2 separate regions of the Sus scrofa genome follow, and region 2 is linked to region 1. Evidence: chromatin contacts called from public HiChIP or PLAC-seq data. All regions are on one chromosome and are shown on one strand. The core of a region is the stretch at or near the end of the contact, and the rest is flanking DNA. Distances in the headings are between cores, read along the strand shown. Region 1 holds the start of CMTM6 (CKLF-like MARVEL transmembrane domain-containing protein 6). Region 2 holds the start of CNOT10 (CCR4-NOT transcription complex subunit 10).

Region 1 (4,876 bases), core at 942-3,441:
AATAATGGAAAATTTTAAACATCTACATTAAGGAAAAGTGATTTTGTAAATTACAAGTTCCCATAAACAAATAAATGGATTTCACGAAGAGACATCAGATGTTACTCTTTCACTTTCTCTTTATGGATGATGGAGAACAAGCAGGAATAGTCTAACAACTTTACAAGGCAAACTCATCTTTCCCCTCCTCTCCACATTCAAGTAAAAAGTCTACTACCCTTGGAGTTCCTGTCGTGTCTCAGTAGTTAACCAATCCGACTAGGAACCATTAGGCTGCGGGTTCGATTCCTGGCCCTGCTCAGTGGGTTAAGGATGCAGCTTTGCCGTGAGCTGTGGTGTAGGCCGCAGATGCGGCTCAGATCCCCTGTTGCTGTGGCTGTGGCGTAAGCTGGCGGCTATCCGATTCGACCCCTAGCCTGGGAACCCCCATATGCTGTGAGAGCAGCCCAAGAAAAGGCAAAAAGACCAAAAAAAAAAAAAAAAAAGTCCACTACCCCACTTTTGGTTGTATTCTATTATAAAGATATGGAACTTTGGTTTATTAAACTATAATAACAAAGGTAATGAGAAATTTTACTTTAGATTTGCCAGTTCTGATTAGAAAGGAAATATAATGGCAACCTAAAAGAAATTTAATGTACAAGAGACCAATATTGATATGTCTTCTGAGCACCAAGAGTACTTCAGATGAATATTTATTCTTTTCTGTTCTAAAGAGTTCTACTATTTAGAAACATTTTAGCTCTAAGGCAGACAAATATAGCTTGTATCTAAAAGTCATGTGAGAACTGACAAGAGGAAGGGCAGAAGGAAGCCCTTCTGGGTAGAAAGAAGGATCCATGCAAAGGAACAATGGCAGAAAGGAAACTGAACCTGCTAAGAACAGAAAGCTTGCCAGTTTGGAACTAAAAGTAGAGCCAGACCCTCCTAAGTTCCATAGGCCTGTCACTTGCCTCCACGTGATTTCCTAATTATTCCCAGAAGTGGCTAAAAAGTAGCATTAGTTTTCCCACTGCTATTCTTCTATACAATAAAAGTAGGTCATATGAGTTCTAAGAATATAAATTCTGGTTATCTGAGTTCTAAGAACTTAATTTCTTCCGAAGGAAACCAACTGGCTATTTTCACGTGGGATGGTTAAACAAACCAAACCAACCCATAAACTAGAAATGCTAAACAGTCTGATTTTCCCTCTGGCAGAAAATGTTATTCATCATTGCTTAAAACAGCAACGATGTGTGTGTGACTTGAATTAAAATTTAAACCTCAGAGATGTTTTGATATTTTCACTAATAGGTTTAAGGTCCTTAACCAAAGCCTAAAATAAACTGAAATTCAATGAAACTGAAAAAGAAGTACACCGTGCCCTGGCACTGCTACCTGCGTACAAACACACCAAAAAAAGGTTGTCCTTTTGACTTTGTATTTAGTACACACATATTGCTTATTCAGGAACAATTCTTTTCCAGCCAATATATAACTATTTGGAGACAATTTAGGACACACACATCTCAACACCATGCGCAGTATCCAAAGACTCTGTCCAACAAATTAAACTGCCCCCATCGGCGCGCACCAGGAAAACCGCAAAAACCAGAGAAAGATAAAAAAAAGCATTTCATTTCCTAAATATGAGGACTTCGGGAGATAATGTTCCCAGAGTAATAGCTGGGAGAAGCGATGAAAGTCGCTATGGAAGTTGAAAGTCTGCGTGGACGACCTGGGTCTCCCCCACGCACTTCCTGCGCCCGCCAAACACACTGAGGGGTCCTAGGTCGCCACCGGGAACTCAACCCGGACGTACCAGGAGAGGAGGGGGCCGGTGGGAAGGGGGAGCCCGGAAGGAAACAGCCCCTTCCCAGGCAGAGGGGGAAGTCACTGGGGGTGTGGAAACTGCCCCTTCCAACAGCCAGGTTGAGGGCGGCTCCGCAACCTCCTCTCTCCCGCCCAGCCCGCAGACTCACCAGCTGCATAAATTTGAGGATTCGCAAGGGCCCCTTGAGCCGCTTTAAGGTGAAGTAGCTGGAGAGGCCTCTCCGGGCGCCTCTGGAGGGGGCTGGGTGCGCCTCTGTGGTGGGGCTGTAGACCGCTCCGTTCTCCATCGCCCAGGGCCCAGGGACGCAAGAGAGCTGCTGGCGTCTCAGTCTCGGCGGACTCCGCGAAGGCCGTCACTTCCTGGGCCTCCGCCCGCTTCCGGCCGACCCCGCCCCGGTCCCGCCTCCGCTCGGCCCCGCCTCCGCTCGGCCCCGCCTCCGCTCGGCCCCGCCTCCGCTCGGCCCCGCCTCCGCTCGGCCCCGCCTCCGCTCGGCCCCGCCTCCGCTCGGCCCCGCCTCCGCCTCACTCTAGTCCCGCCCCCTGCCGCGAGGCCTTACGCATCGAGACTTATAACGACTTGGAGAGACTCAAAGAAGGGGAACCGCAGGTGCAAAATTCCTGAGGACTGAACGAGTTCGGCGCAGTTTGAAAGGGCTAGTGTGGCTAGGTTAAGTAAGGGAGAAGTAGGTGAAGCTGAAGATGTAGTCAGAGACCAGATAATGCAGGGGGCTTGCACAGCAAGGGAAAAATTGGATTTCATTTTAAATGCTATGGGCTGTCTGGAAGTATTTTAAGGAAGCTCTCTCCTGCTTCTCTCTGAGGTTTTAGGCTTACTTGTCAAAATTGTTCAATTTACTTGTCTCTTTCTTGTTCACCAGCTGCTACGATCACATGTTAATTTTGGTGAACTTAGACTTATCAATTAGGAGTTCTTGTTGTGGCTCAGCAGAAAAAAACCTGACTAGTATCCACGAGGATACAGATTCGATCCCTGGCCTAGCTCAGTGGGTTAAGGATCCAGCGTTGCTATGTTGCTATGAGTCATGGTGTTGGTCACAGTCATGGCTCAGATCCCTCATTGCTGTGGCTGTGGTGTAGGCCAGTAGCTACAGCTGCTATTGAAGCCCTAGCCTGGGAACCTCCATGTGCCGTGGGTGCAGCCCTGAAAAAAAAAAGTAATTATATTTTATCTACTGAAGTTGATCCAGTCATATGCCAGGCACACATATTTCTCCAAAACAACGTAATGTAGGTACTGTCATAAGTTTTACAGATGAGAAAACTAAGGCTTAAACCAAGCCCTTCCAGGTACAAAGGCCCATCTGTGTCCCCTTGTTTCTTGCCTGTAGAAAAAGGCTTTAGTCTCCTAGGCCTTTCCTGAGCTCCAAAGAGCAGAGTCAAGCGGTTACTAATTAGAGAAGTGAGGAATGCAGAAAGAAAAGCAAGAAACAACAGTTCAGTGAATAGAGTCCTAGCTCCTCCTCAGGGGATGCACATAACATCTGACACAGATTTTGAGTTGTTCTGCAGGAACCAAGTCCCCCCACTCAGGTGAAGAATAGTAGCTACATGCTGACAACAAGCACATAGACGCCACACTTCTGGTTGGAACCAGAAGGTGGGTGATGAAGATTTTTGAAACCTGAAGGTTGTTACAGTACCATCAACCAATCAGAAGTAAGTCACGCCCCCTTCAACTCTCACCCCAAATGTTGCCTTTAGAGCCCTCCCCAGAAAACCATCGAGAAGTTCTGATCTTTTGAATACTAGCCATTCATGCTCTTTGCTGGGCTATGCAATAAATGCTGTACTTTCCATCACTATGACTGGGTGTCAGTCAGCTGGCTTTGCTATGCAGTGGGTAAGCAGACTCAAATTCAGTTTGGAAATAAGGCCAAGAGGCCAAGGATAACATCCAAGGTCAAACACCCAGGGGCAACTGGAATGTAGGCCTAGGCAGTCTGACTCATGGCCTTGCTAACCGCTAGCCCAGCAAACCTCAAACCGGCTATCCATTAGGGCCTCAAGACCCATGGAGGAGGGAAGGGGTTACTGCTGCCCTCTGTTTCCACATTTATCTTCTGTTCTCCACAGCCCCAAACTTCCCTTTTTTTCCCCCTAGTAACAAAACAAAAGGTTCCATTCAAATAAATAGAGACAAGTAGATACTACCCTGCAGGAAGATGGGGAGGGACTCTACAGTCAGCCAAAGCTATCCTTCTATCTTTAATTGAACATTCTGAACCTCTTGCTGAGGCAAAGCAGCCAACAAATCCTGTCCAATAAAGCCACTGTGTTTTCACCAGGGCTCTAAGAATTCAGTGCTTTGTTATTCTTCAAATCACCATCATCCCAAATAAGTCACTACCTGCATCTGAAATTTACTTAGAAATTCATCGCCCCCTCCCAAAAAGATGGGTTAATGAATAAAGATATGAGTAAAAGGAGAGTCTGGTGAAAAAGCAACTGCAGGAACATGTCAATGGAGTAGTATATGGGTGTCCACTGTACAGTTATTTCAACTTTTCTGTGTTTGGATAGTTTCAAAATAAAATACTGAGGGAAAGTTACAAAGAAAAAGGAGACTATGAGAGAGAAGATGGATGGCTCTTTCAATGGTCTTGGTTTGTTTATGGTGCACTTGGGCAATACTAAAGGAGTCTCTTCTTCTCTTTGAACTTAGAAGAGGGTAAGAATGTAGCCTGTGATTCACAAACTTCAGGGTGCATAAGAATCTTTTTTTTTTTTTTTTTTTTTAGTTTTTAGGGCCACACCCGCAGCGTTTGGAGGTTCCCAGGCTAGGGGTCTAATCGGAGCTGTAGCTGCTGGCCACAGTCACAGCCACAGCAATGCAAGATCTGAGTGGCATCTGCAACCTACACAAAAGCTCATGGCATTGCCAGATCCTTACCAGACTTAGCAAGGTTGGGGATCAAACCTGCATCCTCATGGATGCTAATCAGATTCTTTAACCACTGAGCCACGACAGGAACACCAAAAAAAAAAAAGATTCTTGGAGATCCAGCCCCAAAGTGTCTGAATTTGGATAGGTCTCAGGAAT
Region 2 (4,876 bases), core at 1,070-3,569, 160 kb after region 1:
TATATAGATAGATAGATAGATAGATATACATATAGATACAAACTACTATATATATATATATATATATAGATAGATAGATAGATATACAACAAGGTCCTACTGGATAGCACAGGGAACTATATTCAGTATCCTGTAATAAACCATAAAGGAAAAGAATATGAAAAAGAATATATATACATATATGTGTATATATATAAATCACTTTGCTCTATGCCAAAAACTAACACAGTGTAAATCAACTTCAATAAAAATAAATATCATGAATCCATACAGACATAAATATATGACTGAATAAGTAACTAAATGAAGGAGAAGAGATGAATTTCCCTTGGAAAAGATAATTTATGTACAGCCTTCCTACAGCAGGAGGTAGAGCTTCACAGCCCTCAACCACTCAACTGTGAGCTGCACTTAATGACTTAAAAGTAGAGAAGCCTGACAAAAATTACCTAAGCCAGGGGATCAAGGTCAACATCACCAAGTCATTGTGATAGTGCCTAGTCTCAATTTGATGCAATGAGAATGGCAAGTCACCCTGTGGTGTTTCTGCTAAAAATCTATAACCCTAGTCTAACCATGAAATAAAAAACAGTGGATGGAGTTCCTGTCATGGCTCAGCAGAAATGAATCTGACGAGTATCTGTGAGGACACAGGTTCAATCCCTGGCCTTGCTCAGTGGGTTAAGGATCCGGTGTTGCTGTGGCTGTGGTGTAGGCCAGCAGCTACAAGTTCAATTTGACTCCTAGCCTGGGAACCTCCATAATGCTATGACTGTGGCCTTAAGAGGACAAAAACAAAAAAACAATTAACCCATTCTTCAAAAACCTTGACTGGTACTCTTCAAAGCTGTCAACGTCATCAAGAACAAGGAAAATCTGGAATTCCCATCCTGGCTCAGTGGTTAACAAATCTGATTAGGAACCATGAGGTTGTGGGTTCAATCCCTGGCCTCGATCAGTGGGTTAAGGATCCGGCGTTGCCGTGAGCTGTGTAGGTCACAGATGAGGCTTGGATCCTGAGTTGCTGTGGCTCTGGCATAGGGTGGTGGCTACAGCTCTGATTAGACCCATAGCCTGGGAACCTGCATATGTCACAGGTGCAGCCCTAGAAGAACACACACACACAAAAAAAAAAAAGAATAAGGAAAATCTGAGAAGCAATAACAGCCAAGAATAGCCTGAGAAAGAATTCCCATAGTGGCCCAGCAGGTAAAGAACCTGACATAGTGTCCATGAGGATGTAGCTTCCTTCCCAGGCCCTTCCCTGTGGGTTAAGGATCTGGCTTGGCCACAAGTTGTGGTGTAGGTCACAGATGGGGCTCAGATCCTTGTGGCTCAGATCTGTCACTGCCCTGGCTGTGGTGTAAGCCTGCAGCTGCAGCTCCATTTAGACCCCTAGCCCAGGGATTTCCATATGCTGCAGATGTGGATGTAAAAAGGAAAAAAAGAATAGCTTATGGAGACATGAATAAATTTAATGTGGTATCCTGGAAAAGATCCTGGAACAGAAAGGGGACCGTAACTGAAAACTGGTGAATGGGAGTCCCTGTCGTGGCTCAATGGTTAACGAATCCGACTAGGAACCATGAGGTTGAGGGTTCGATCCCTGGCCTTGCTCAGTGGTTAACGATCCCGCGTTGCTGTGAGCTGTGGTGTAAGTTCCAGACGCGGCTCGGATCCCACATTGCTGTGGCTCTGCTGTAGGCCATTAGACCCCTAGCCTGGGAACCCCCATATGCCGAGGGAGTGGCCCTAGAAAAGGCAAAAAGACCAAAAAAAAAAAAAAAAAGAAAGAAAGAAAACTGGTGAAGTTGAAAAAAAAATTAATAGTAATATGCTAATGGTGGTTTCTTAGATGTGACAGATGTGTCGTAGTGACTTAATAATACTCAAAACGCTCACAAGAGCTCCATGTATCATTTCTGCAATTTTATATACATCTAAAACTTCTAAAACAAAATGTTTTGTTTTGACTTTAAATGGGGAAGGGAAAGGGCAACAGTGCCTTCTCAGAGATCTGTGAGAAATCAATGAGTATACAAGCCAAGTGCAAGCCTTAAGCTTAGCTAAGCTTAGCCTTAAGCTTAGATGTCAAGTGCAGTTATGTGGTTTTCCGTAAAATGAGGGACAAAAGGGCTGATACTTACGAAGTCTAACCAGGACAAGCACAAACACTAGCGCACAGCTTTCTCCCAGAGGTGCGGTTGAGCGTACTTCCGGACGGGAGCGCGCGCTCACGCTGCGGGGGGCGGGGCGCCGGGGACGCCAGCGTGGGGCGGGACCAGCCGCAGTTCCCACGCCGGCTGCGGCCCCCGGAAGTAGTGTGTCAGGGGACTCGGCGAGGCGGAAGCCGGGCATGGCTGGAGGCGGTGGCACCGCCCTGGCGGAGACGCTGCTGCTGTTGCTAGACTACGCGAGCTAGCCTTCGTCACTTCCTCAGCCCGCCGTCTGCCCACTCCACAGACCGGAACCCGGGGAGTGGGTGCAGACTTTTCCTCCGAGGTCCAGGACAGCGGTCGGCCGGGCAGCTGGAGTGGAGGCCACGCCACCTGCGGGGAAGAACCTGAGCCGAGGCGGGAAGATGGCTGCAGACAAGCCCTCAGGTGAGGTGCCCGCGCCCAGCGATCAGGGTCGAAACGGGACACGCGGGAGCAGGCAGACCCTGCGCTTCGGCGGAGGAGCTCCGGTTGGGGACTGGAGGTTGGGGACTCTAGGGTGACTCTAATTGGGGCGTGCCATTTCTCTCCCCATCCTCTCCCTCTGAGGGGCTAATGTGAGTCTTTGGGCCCGATGTCAGATAGTTTCTTACCAAGTGTGGCGTGAAGCTACTTCTGCCCTCCTTTGCCCCGCTCTCCGGAATAGCTCTGGTTTAAAAAGCTTAAACCTATGTGGCCGCTTCACAGATTTTCTGACTTCCCTTTGGGGAAAGCAGAGCAAGGAAAGTTCACCCTGGAAAAAGAGCTACCTTGATTTCCCCTGGCTCCGGCCAGGACTTCCCTGGCTGGTCACGGCGACATCAGCTTGCCTCTGGTCGGCCACGTCGTATATAATTAGCTTTATGAAAACCATTTATTTAAATGGGAATAACTTTATTGTGTCTCACTTCAGACTCTGCTTTTTAATATCTTGCGTGTGGAACCTGTTTTCCCCTAGTTCCTCAAGACTAATTTATCGTGACGATTTTCTTTATGGATTACTACCCCCTTCCTAAAAATCTTCTCCTTTGAAGAATATAAAATGCTTTCCTGCCTACTTTTGGGATGGTCTGGCCTATGTTTCCTGTAAGAAAATAATGTTCTCTGTGGCATCCATCCAGGTTTTGTTGGAATTTAAATGACAGGACTTAGAAGCAGTCAACACTTAAGATTTTTCACAGTAAAATTATTTTTAAAACTAAAATTAATTTAAAAAAGAAAAAAGGAAATCTCAAATGTAGTGTGTGTTTTAGTATGTCTTGATCTCAATAACTGAGAGTGGATCAGATATGGAAAGGCTCTCTAAGAGGTGACATTTGAACAAAGACTAAAGAGCCAGCCACAGGAAGCAAGAATGATGCAGATAGGTGGAGCAGCAGCTGTACAGACCCCTTGGAAAATGTACAGCAGGAAGACCTGGGAGCATAAGCACCTTGAGGACAGGCACTTTTGTCTGTGTTGGGGTTGTGTGCCGTTTCCAGCACCTGGACCAACTGCTGGCGTATCAGAGCACTCAGCGTATTTTATAGCATAGTGAGCAGAGGAGGTGAGGCAAGAGGCAAAGTCAGAGTTAGGGGGTGGGGGACAGCTTCTGTCAGTCTTTGTGGGCCATGGAAGAAGGTGAAATTTCGCTCTAACTTATGGGGAGCCATTGAGAGATGTCAGCAGTGGTGTCCTGTGAGCTGCTTCATGTTTTAACTGAGCCAAGTGATAAGTGATGAAGAGGTAGGAGGAGGAGGAAGTTTGAAATGAGGCAGCCTAGGAGTTCCCTTAGTGGCTCAGTGGCTAATGAACCGGACTAGGAACCATGAGGATGTGGGTTTGATCCCCGGCCTCGCTCAGTGGGATAAGGATCCAGCATTGCTGTGGCTGTGGCGTAGGCCAGCAGCTGTAGCTCTGATTCAGCCTCTAGCCTGGGAACTTCCACATGCTGTGGGTTTGGCCCTAAAAAGCAAAAAAATAATAAAAATGAAATCGGGAAGCCTAGGTTCAGCCTAGTTGTACCATATGGTATTTGTGTGACCATGGGCAAGTTTTAAGAAACTTTATTTAGGAGTTCCCGTCATGGCGCAGTGGTTAAAGAATCTGACTAGGAACCATGAGGTTGCGAGTTGGATCCTTGGCCTTGCTCAGTGGGTTAACGATCCGGTGTTGCCGTGAGCTGTGGTGTAGGTTGCAGACATGGCTCGGATCCCTCATTGCTGTGGTCCTGGCGTAGGCCGGCAGCTACAGCTTCAATTAGACCCCTAGCCTGGGAATCTCCATATGCTGCGGGAGCGGCCCTAGAAAAGGCAAAAAAAAAAAAAAAAAAAAAAGACAAAAAAAAAAAAAAAAACCCAACAACAAAAAAGGAACTTTATTTAAGCCTCTGCTTTCCTGCCTGGAGAATGATATTATCTATCATACAGTGTTGGTAAAGGGTTAGTTGAGATCAACTTCGGTTCTGGCTTTAAGAGATGTTTCCTTTTTACTTTATGATAGTGGTAGATGGAGAGGAGAGGCAGGTATGAGGATTGTTTAGTGAGTAAAATTGTGACTGCTTGGTGAGCGCAAAGCCTTGCTCCTTGGGAAAGGTTCTCAGTTGAGCCACAGTTTCTTCATTTGTGAAATGGGGGTCCATGGAGTTCCTGGGTGGCTCAGTGGATTAAGGATCCACTTGTCATTTCTATGGCTCTGGTGGC

The links. HiChIP or PLAC-seq counts read pairs in DNA pulled down with a chosen protein or histone mark.
Region 2: an H3K27ac HiChIP or PLAC-seq map of alveolar macrophages shows a contact between it and region 1. The contact joins the promoter of CNOT10 here to the promoter of CMTM6 in region 1. A contact is called at or near these places in 2 of 5 promoter capture datasets (fetal liver and liver), 26 of 47 Hi-C or Micro-C datasets (adipose tissue, alveolar macrophages, blood and 14 more) and 2 of 2 datasets of contacts at active chromatin or transcription factors (alveolar macrophages and skeletal muscle).

What each region holds. Positions count from the first base shown.
Region 1 is chr13:18,483,349-18,488,224 of Sscrofa11.1, forward strand. It overlaps CMTM6 (CKLF-like MARVEL transmembrane domain-containing protein 6), which reads right to left and starts at 2,192. Exons shown (of 6, transcript XM_021071540.1): 1 at 1,965-2,192. The coding sequence starts at 2,102.
Region 2 is chr13:18,647,406-18,652,281 of Sscrofa11.1, forward strand. It overlaps CNOT10 (CCR4-NOT transcription complex subunit 10), which reads left to right and starts at 2,320. Exons shown (of 17, transcript XM_021071550.1): 1 at 2,320-2,603. LOC110256561 (a long non-coding RNA gene) reads right to left here and starts at 2,235. Exons shown (of 4, transcript XR_002338194.1): 1 at 2,148-2,235.